Linked DNA regions of Drosophila melanogaster: region 1 is linked to region 2. The links are chromatin contacts, called in public Hi-C maps. All regions are on one chromosome and are shown on one strand. Each heading gives the region's core, a stretch centred on a gene start, on an enhancer-like site or on the middle of the called end of the contact. The rest is flanking DNA. Distances are from core to core; before and after follow the strand shown. Region 1 holds the start of CG43739. Region 2 holds the start of lncRNA:CR44478 (long non-coding RNA:CR44478).

The links. Hi-C and Micro-C count contacts between places; a contact is called where the count stands out from the background.
Region 1: a Hi-C map of the Kc167 cell line shows a contact between it and region 2, with 3 times the contacts expected there. The contact joins the promoter of CG43739 here to the promoter of lncRNA:CR44478 in region 2.

The regions. Positions count from the first base shown.
Region 1 is chr2L:20,916,345-20,921,277 of dm6, forward strand. CG43739 reads right to left here and starts at 2,587. Exons shown (of 11, transcript NM_001273719.1): 1 at 2,455-2,587; 2 at 561-776. It overlaps sky (skywalker), which reads right to left and starts at 2,587. Exons shown (of 11, transcript NM_206017.3): 1 at 2,295-2,587; 2 at 561-776. It overlaps Mtp (Microsomal triacylglycerol transfer protein), which reads right to left. Exons shown (of 6, transcript NM_136231.4): 2 at 4,928-4,933; 3 at 3,942-4,872; 4 at 3,342-3,882; 5 at 3,107-3,274; 6 at 2,750-3,048. The coding sequence ends at 2,895.
Region 2 is chr2L:18,142,260-18,146,931 of dm6, forward strand. lncRNA:CR44478 (long non-coding RNA:CR44478) reads left to right here and starts at 2,839. Exons shown (of 1, transcript NR_124351.1): 1 at 2,839-3,240. Socs36E (Suppressor of cytokine signaling at 36E) reads right to left here. Exons shown (of 4, transcript NM_165243.3): 2 at 1-321. The coding sequence starts at 268.

The sequences.
Region 1 (4,933 bases), core at 1,337-3,836, 2.8 Mb after region 2:
AAGTATAAAATCACTACATATACCATAAATTTATATTAAACTTATAATAAACTTATATTTAGGCTATAAACATAAAATATGGGACAAAAAAAAAGCCAACGACCAACATAATCCACCGTAAATTTAAGAACAAAACGGAACTCGCTTTTTACAACATTTTTAATGCCTAACTAAACAGCATTAAAAAGTTGAACTTCTTTCTCGCTATCAACATGGAATAACGTGGTTTGCTGCCGTCATAAATTGTGCAAGGTTGAACGAAAAATAACGTCTATCTAATCAGTTATGTAGGTATAAAGAGCACATGAAAGTTAAAAAACGGCATTTTAAGACTTATACAATTTTGTTGGATCTCAGCAAAAACAAATTTGAATAAAATGTATGATCACAATGAATCACAAAGAACAATCATATCATGATTGAACCCTTTAGTCCACGTGAATTGCAATTTATTATCAAAATAACAAATGAATCATAGAAATGGTGATAGTGCAACTAAATTCGAAATTCTCTTGGGTAGAGAGCGATAAAAAAAGGGATGGGAGAGTGACTGCTATTACCTGTCAATATCTGATGTTTTTGTTCTTGTTTTCCTTGCCCTTCTTCGTTGGTTATTTTTACTTTTTTTCTGTGTTCTTGTTCCGTTCTCTTTTTTCTGATTTGCTGCACTTGTTCTTTTTCTTATCCTCCTTCGTTGTTTTTATGCACTCGTTTTTTGTTTTGCTTGCTTCGTCCGTTTTATCGTGTTGTCACGTTTTCACTTTCACAGGTAAATTCTAAAGGAGCAAGATATATATTCTCTTTCCCATTTTATTACTCTGCCCAAGGGGGCGTGGCCGGGGAGGCGAAGGGCACTATTTGGCCTTTACACACACACTCACGCACGCACACAGAGGAGAGTGAAAAAGCGAGATGGATAAATAAACTACCTTAAAAGATGGATTTTCTAGTTTCCGAAATTCGCGTATTTCGTATATTTAAAGTGGTTTAACTATTTTCGCCCTACATCCATTTTTTTTTATATATATTTTTTATATTCTTTTTTTTATGTTTGTTTCAGCGGGAACCGAAAACACAAGCAGCGCGGTCGAAAAATTATCGGGCAATACGAAAGAGCGCCTTTTGCGGGTTGCTTAAATAGACTTTCGTTTGCTGCTTCGGTTGCGAACCTCTCGTCGTTGCTCGCTCTCCAACGTTTGACGAACAGTGGGATTAATGTGCAGTGGTATGCATGAAATACTGTTTTTTTTTTTTAGTTATTATTGTTTATTGTTTAGGAACAATTTACAAAATCTCATTATTAAAAAACTAAAGAATAATAAAATCATGATTTTATCAAGCTAATTCCAACTTTACTAAAACATAACATAACAACAATTTAGTGTATTTATATCAGTGAATTCGGATTTTTCACACAAAAAATCCTGTTTTAAGCACTGAAATAATGGCAGAAAGGATTAAGAACTTTCCCACTGTGCGGTTGGATGTCGGACGAGTGAGACTTAAAGAAGTTTGAGAGAGCATCACCCAAACCATACAAGTAAAAAACTAATGTTAGCAAATGAATTTATACATATTTTTGCAAATAAACCAACTTTTGAAATACACAAAATTATTATGAATGGAAATTTCTTTAAAGCCAAACAAAATTTTCACAATGCCGATAAGCAGGGTGCGTGATACCGTTATAAAAAGTGGGAGAATAGGGAGAGAGCAGCAAGTGCGCAAGTGTGTGTGGTAAAAAGGTACCCCTATCACAATGCAGTTCACAAAAATAGTCACCATCTGTGCCCCTGGTTTTGGATATTCTAGATCTTTCTTCAATATACATATTTCAGATTTCAGATCTCGTTTTTTATTTATTTATGATTCTTAATGCTTTCGTACGGAGTAGTAATTTGCGTTAAAATGTTGTGCCAATAAGATGCCAAGGCAAACGCCTCTTACAGATTGTTTTCTTAAAAAGTGATAACAATTCAGCAGAATAAATTACAAAAATTGCAGAACATTTCACACGTGGTTTTTTTGGTATTGCAACTTCACGCAACAGAAATTCCCGAACACGCACACATGAGCACAAACAGAACACGTCAACAACAACAATTCTTCTTCTTTCCCATCTCTTTCTCGCTCCAATTGTGTTTGTATGAGTTTAAAAGGCAAGGGAATTGTTAATTTTAGTACATTGCTTAGCACTTGATTTAAACGCGCAAATTGGTGACACAAATATCGATTTATTAAGTTTGAACTATTTAATTTGTCGCGCCTTTCAGCTTGCAAATAGAAGTATTTACTTTAGACAATCGGATGACGCTTTTGATTTCGCATTTGTTTGCGACTGTGTGTGTGCGACGAGCCTTCTAATTCCGACAAAAAGAAGAAGAGCACCATTCGGTGGCCTAATTTGTTTCACTTCTCCGGAATCAAGCTTTTCCGATGCCTGCTTCTATTAACCTTTATTTAATATGACTCGTGCGTTCGACGATATTTTTGCAGTAGTTATTTTCTTTTCGTGCTTGTGGAGTGCACCTCTTTTATGCCGCGTTTGAAGAAGAAGCACAACGTAGTAGTGTTTGAATGTACTGCGGAATTTAGGGATGGGAATGCGTAGCTCTTGCAATCGATAGCTCGATAAGTCCCCTTTCGCGTTTCGCAGCACTTGGGCGGGATTTTTAAATCTAAGGTGTGACTATTGTGAATCGAGAAAAAATGCACATTTCCACTTTTCCAGTAATTTTCGAGTTGCTCAAAAGATATTAAAAACTTGTTGCATTTGAAAATTAAATGGTCTTTGTTCGTTTAAGTTTACAACTATATCGAGTCTTAATCTCTGAGTTTTCACATAGAAATATAGTTTTTATGCAAGGAATCTCCAATAATCTCTTGAGTAGAATCTACAAGTCCCTAAAAATGAGGTTGCACATTTCGTTGTTTTTTTGGTTGAGGGCAAAAGTGCAGCCGGCAGTTTTGTGGGAGAGTGTAGAGCGCACATGTTTGGCATAAGGACGATCAACAGACTGCAGGAAAACCGAACGAACGTTGGTTTGTCTGTGAAGGAGGCTTTCAATTAGCATGTGAGTCATTAAAATAGTTCTAGCAAACTTACTTGAGAAGCTGTTCAGGTCGCTGGAGTTGCATGCACAATTTAATGCCGCTGTAGAAGTCCAAGTCCGCATTCAGACTCAACTTTGGTTCGTGGGTGATGCTGAAATCCTGCACTAATTTCGCATACGTAAAGCCAACGGCCAAATGACCAAGAACAGCGCTGCCAGTGCTATAAGCCAAAAGTTAATCGTGAGTTAAATAACATTCCAATCAAATGCTTTGGCTTTTTCACTTACTTCTGCTGGATTTCCGTCTGGGCATTTCGATTCCACAGGCTGAATCCCACCTTGCCATTGAGATCCACACTCCTGGCGCCCAGAACTCGCCAGTGGAGCGTCGCCCCGGAGGTCAGGATTATGTAGTGCTCGTTATCCTGGGACAAAGTGGTTGCCTGGTAAGCGGGCGTTGAGTCCGAGGCACTTCCTCCCCACACGTGACCCATTAGCTCGGTCTGACCGCTGAAGAATACTAGGGGTCGCAATTGAGCACCCTGCACACTGATCTCCATGCCCGCGGTGACCGCTTCGTCTTCGCTGAACTCATCATCCGCCGGGATTGCATCATTTCCATCGCCGGAGTCACCATCGCCTACCAGCGAGCCCAAGCCGGCAGTGTAGATGCCCAATTTAAAGCTGCTGGCTTGGGAACGGCCTGCGTGGAGCAGAAATTCCACGGAGCCACGTTTCAGGATTCCCTGATACACTTCCTGGGTACTTAGCAGGGTTTCGTTGAAGGCTGGAGCCTGGGAAAGCTGACGGGTGAGGACTGTCGTAAGACCTGTAAGTATTAAAGTTCATAATTGTTTGAACAGTGTCATTAGGAAATTAGGTACTCACCCTTTTGTCCCAGCACATTGTAGTTGTTTACATGCCTCCGCTTGACAAGCTCCGATTTGAACAAAGCCCTAAATCGCGGGCACTTCTCAGCCAGCATTCTTAGCTTCTGCAGCACGTATGTTTTGATCTCAAACTGGCGATCATTGGAGGCTAGGTAATCCAAGAAGTTGCCCAATTGCTCCTGAGTTGGCCGGAGGGACAGGATAATATCAAGAGCCAGAGTGCGAGCGGAGCTATCAAAGCGACGCTTTCGCTGGTAGAATATGCTCTCGAACTGCAAGCGATGTGAAGAGTTAAAGCTACCTAGGGGAAAGGCTTTCAGAGCCTGTAAGGCAGCCACCGATAAATTGGGAGCCTCGCCAGTTTGAGCGTGCTCCAGCAGAGCTTCAATGGTAGCAGGATCCTGGAGATTTTGCAGAGCCCTTATGTACAAGGTAGGCTCCTTGGAGGTGAGACCTTGCAGTAGATAAGAACGCACTTCCTTCAACAAAGGATCTTCAACATCTAGTCCGCTTTGGCGGGTCAAGGTGGCCACGGTTTGGATAACGCTTTCCCTCAGCTTTAAATGCTTTTTGATAGATTCCTGTTCTAGCAATCCAAACAAGTGCTCAACTATTTTCCTGTCTGGATGGGTGGCGACCGCCAGGGACTGCAGGTATTTCTCTAGCAGATCCAATTGCTCGCTTGTGGTTTCCGACTCCTTGTAAAGGAATCCAAAGGTGGCATTATGAGCATCGAACGTTTGAACAGCACCCAAAAGATCCACCAACTGGGGCAGAACTTCTGCGTGTTCCGTAAGTAGATCTTCAAATTGTTCTTGCCTTGTGATGCGAGCCAGGGGAATTAGTTTTACGTACGCAAGAGCCAGCGAGGATTTGCCCACGTCGGCGGATTGCAATTCCGTCAGAGAGGCCTTTAATTGGTCCTCCAGCTGGAAGAATATATTTTTAGTTCAGCAATCCCCAAATTTGAAATTATTTACATACCGTTTG
Region 2 (4,672 bases), core at 1,589-4,088:
CGAAACTTTCCACCTGACCAGCGGCCACCGGATTGCCGTTCTCCATTTTGGCCAGCTGGATTTTGATGATGATCTGACGCACTTCCGCCGGCGATGTGGCGGCTGAGACAGTGGCCTCTGTGAGGATCTCTTCCACCTGCAGCTCCTCCTCGTCCAGGCTGATCGTCTCTACTAGTGCTGCTGCTTCCCTGGGGCTCGAGCTGGCGGTAGGATTTCTCTTTTCCTGGCTATTGGCGCGTGCTGAGAACTTGCTAAGGTGATGACCCATTGGAAGCTCGAGGTGGGGCAGAGTCCTAGTTGGCGTGGACCTCCGATTGTTTTCTGGAATGAAGGAATGGGAAATCGTACACTTAGTTTACATGTGCCATCAAACATTTAATGCCTATTGCTTTATCCACCTTTATTATTTACTGGGAATTGACAGTAAAGAATTATTACATGGACTAATAGAAGATCCCGCCGTTAATTTCAAGTTAATTATTGACCAGATCAGTTAGCACGTTTCGATTTGGTTAATATTAGCACCCAGCGCATTTCGCAAGATCCAGAAATAGCCGGGTTCCGATTGGAACGAGTTTTGCCCAGTTCCCCCAACGGCGTGCGAAGTGTCTTGACCTACAGCAATGAGTCCATCCACTTGGCGGGGGCTTCACCAGTGCGTTAATTAGCCACTTGGACAGACGGAGAAGTACCACAGTGGCACTCCGAGTGGGACTTACTCGTTCGCCGGTCAAATGGGCAATTAAATGCCACTGTCTAACTATTTTGATTAATGGAGCTACCCCCAGCTGATCTTCTGCGGCACAGAGTTGTGTATATCTCCCCCACGAACTGACTCATCATCCCGGAGGGATCTAGTTGATCTGGGTGATCTCGTCATGCATATGAGGACGATAAACAGCGGCATTCCAATCCCACGCATCAGTTAGTGCTCCCCCAAAGAGCAAGTACACTCGAACATTTGTTCACCAAATCGTTATGGGCTCATCCTATTTTTAGAAACCTGCCCATGGAGAGGTGATGAATCAATGTGGAAAGCGAGTGCACACGACGCCGTGCACGTAGTGCCTCCATCCTTGATTCCAATCGCATTTGACTGACTTGCGGGTCAAGCTGCCCTACTTATCTCCATTTGAACGGCGCCCACAAAGTACCTCCTCCATTCATGGAACATTCTATATTATTCACAGCTAAATTCTACATAATTCGTGTGCACGTCATTACGTCTCTCTGGGAACTGGGTGTTCTGGCGGGCAAGTGAAATCGCACTGACAAGTCCTTATCGCACCCGCATCACCAGGATGCGTCATCGAGCTTCCAACTTGAACCATATACGGCATGATGGCCAAGGTACACGTACAAAGCATTGGTTAGACTATGTACTGACTCATCTGTTAGTGGTAGGAATTCTTGGTAGTTACCCGGAGTCGGAAACACGGCGATGAGTATGAGTATGTCACCGCTGTTTCTTTTTTTGCTGCAGGTGGCTTTTCCCTCAATGGCGAAATAATTGGATCACCGATTGGCCAATAAGGCCCTCTGATTGATCGATAATGAACTGTCATGGTTGTGAGGTAATAATGAATCCAGTAACTTCCTGGGTTTTTACACTGAGTACATTTAATCAGTATATAGATACTTTTGATAGATACCTTAACAACTGGCTTGAACTTATGTTTAGATTCTTTGAATTCAAATGCTACATACATAGTACAGGCGGTTTAGGAATCCATATTTTAATGACCCAGAAGAAGATAATATTCTGCGCAACAATCAATTGCGAATTCAGGGAAATGCGAGATTGCCTTAATTAGAAATCGGACATATTTTATTATTCCAAGTTCCCCTTATCTGTTCGATATTTAAAGGCTGCCAAGCACGCACTCGCCCATAAAATACGCCTTATTTTGACCATAAACTCAGTATTCGCGCTAACGATTAAGATTGCGATGTTTATGTGAACTTAGTCAAGATTGTTTATGGCGGCGATGAATTGAAAATTACCAAAAACAAGGCCGCAAAATGTAATCAACGAGTATGTGTGTACGTATGTACGTACACTACGGCCAGGACTTGGGCGGAAACAATGATTATCAATTCCGGGAATCCTGCGGCAATTGTAGTGGGGAGTTTGGCAGAATTCCCTCGCCCATATAATACGACTTGATTTGGGTGGGCCGCAAATGGGGAAATTCGCTGGAACAATGATTGCAGACGAGCGTCTATCACTTCAAACTTATCGAACGTTGTTCGACCTTAGCGACTGATATCAACCCTGAACGATTTCCGTGGAATTCCCTTGTGTTAATCACCTAACGAGTCGCCTGTGAGTATCCATATGTATGTATGTGCATACATTTGTACGTACAGTCGCGTCATATGTTTGCGCCTAATCAAACACAGAAATGGGAAACCTTGTTGAACAATTCAAGCAATTAACAGTGCATATATTCTCACCACTTTTCCCAAAAATGGAAGGGAAAATATTCAAGTTGCTTCCCGGAAATGCGACCCGCAAGCGGTAAACAGTCAAAAATTGCAGCTTTTTAACGAGAATCGAGAAATTATAAATTAAGTGTTTTAGCCGGAAAACGATATGTATGAGTGCGGCCGCCACTGGCGTCGAAATTATAGGGTGTTCGATGGATCATAATGGCCCCAGCGATTCGATTTGTATGCACCGTTGGCCGCCTAACGGTAATTTGCACACTTATAGATACATAGATACTTTTTTTCTTCTCACTTTTCATGCACGACTCCATGCCGCACGTGCCACAGGCAATTTATCGCATTCAAATCGTACGATTGGATCAGGTGAGTGAGTGAGTGAGTAATCAATACATTCTGTCTAACGTTTGACACGATCGTTCGCATTAACCGCAGATAATTATTATCATTTTTCCCCCGATCGAAAGACTCAGCGACTCCGTCAACTTTTGCTGTTTGCTGTGTATTTACGACTATGATGAAATACAAAAAGAGTGACTTGAACTCAAGATTCAACTTCAGATTCCAAGAGACCCGCATGAGACGGCAGCCAGCTAACAAAATTTTTCAATGGAAATACAAAACTGAAACGGCAGATACTGAGATACTGAACTCGGGTCAGGCAAGAGGGACTGGATCCGCATGGACGACTACACTGAGAAAATTCCATATATTATATCAATAAGAAAGGATAAACGTGAACAAACAAACCCTAAATTTACTTCTGTCAAGTTAATAAAAATGGAATAAGATAAGCATGGCTTTAATGTGATATCCTAATACCCAAAACGAAGGCTTTTCGCTCAGTGCACCTCGAGGGTATCCGTAGGTAGGACAAGGCGTTCCATGAGTCACCCAGACAATGAGTAGCAGCAGGCTGTCCTAGGGACCGAATCCCGAGTAAACTACACACAGCCCCGTGCATTTCTGCCTACCGAGTATTTGGAGGGCTCGTCGAGCTGAACTTTCCCTCTTTACCTTTTTACTTTTGTTTTTCTTTCACTCCGCCGCTGCTGCTGCCGCTGCGCGCCAGTTGCCAGTTGCCACGCGGAGCCAACCGGCGGTGGCAGCTGAAGTTTTTCTGCGCCGCTGCAGACAATGCGAAATTTCGTCAGAAATCCAAATGCGGATAATGATCTAATACATAACTTGTTCGGGGTAAAAATGTTGATAAATGTTGCCGGCCAGAGACGGATGGCGATGGGCGAAAGAAAGCCAACAACGCGCAGTGGTTTGAATGGCTAATAAGGGACTGCTAATGAACGGGGGATTCACTGCCCAGAAATGTAGGAGAAAACTTGCAGAACTCAAGAGGAGATACATACATATGAATGTATTCAAATGTGAAGCAGAAAAGTGAATTTTATTTGCATTTATAACAGATTTGTAGGCAAAACGTTGTGTCTAAAAATAGTCAAAGACAATATATAAATACGAAACAAGATTTGCGTAAACCGAATGAATGGATTAATGACAAATTTAGATTAATTTAAAATTGTGAAGCCCGCTCATTCGGACAACTTGAAATAATGTAGGGGTATCATAGGTCTACAACTCAAGAAGTGAATATTCAAATAAACAGCGAAAAAAGGTTGGGTAGCAATTATGAACTTGTACAAGAATTGCCAATTTGTACTGGGATTTTTTCCATGTGCAAAAGTGCAAACAATTCAAATCCAATCTTATTATCTGTAAGTGAATAATTTTCGTACATGGGCCGCGCCCCTTCGTCAAGGCCCGTTATTAAAAAACCATTTGTAGCCCGGCACTCGAAATGAGTTTTTGTAACCTTCTCAGCTAACTTGGCCAACAACATTTGAGCCATGGCTTAGCTGGCTGTCCCACTGTTGGTATTATGTATTACGCAGAAATTGTCACAACAAAGCAGCAAAAGCAACAGCAACACGAATTGCGGTCAACGGGGCGTATGGGGAACGCACTGTGGGCTAGTGCAAAAAGCGAGTTGGGAACAGGAGTCAAGCAAGCAGCTGAATACTCTACGGAATGATTAACTTCCAGATTTCAGTTTTTCATTTAAATGGGAGCAATATTATAGGTGTAATTCTTATGTTTCTAGTAAAGCTATAAAATGTAAAATCAGAATCTATTTATTGCAGTAGTAGTAGCACTAATCGCGCATGCTAACGACATGATCACGAAGTTGTCACTGCGATATAGTACAAAA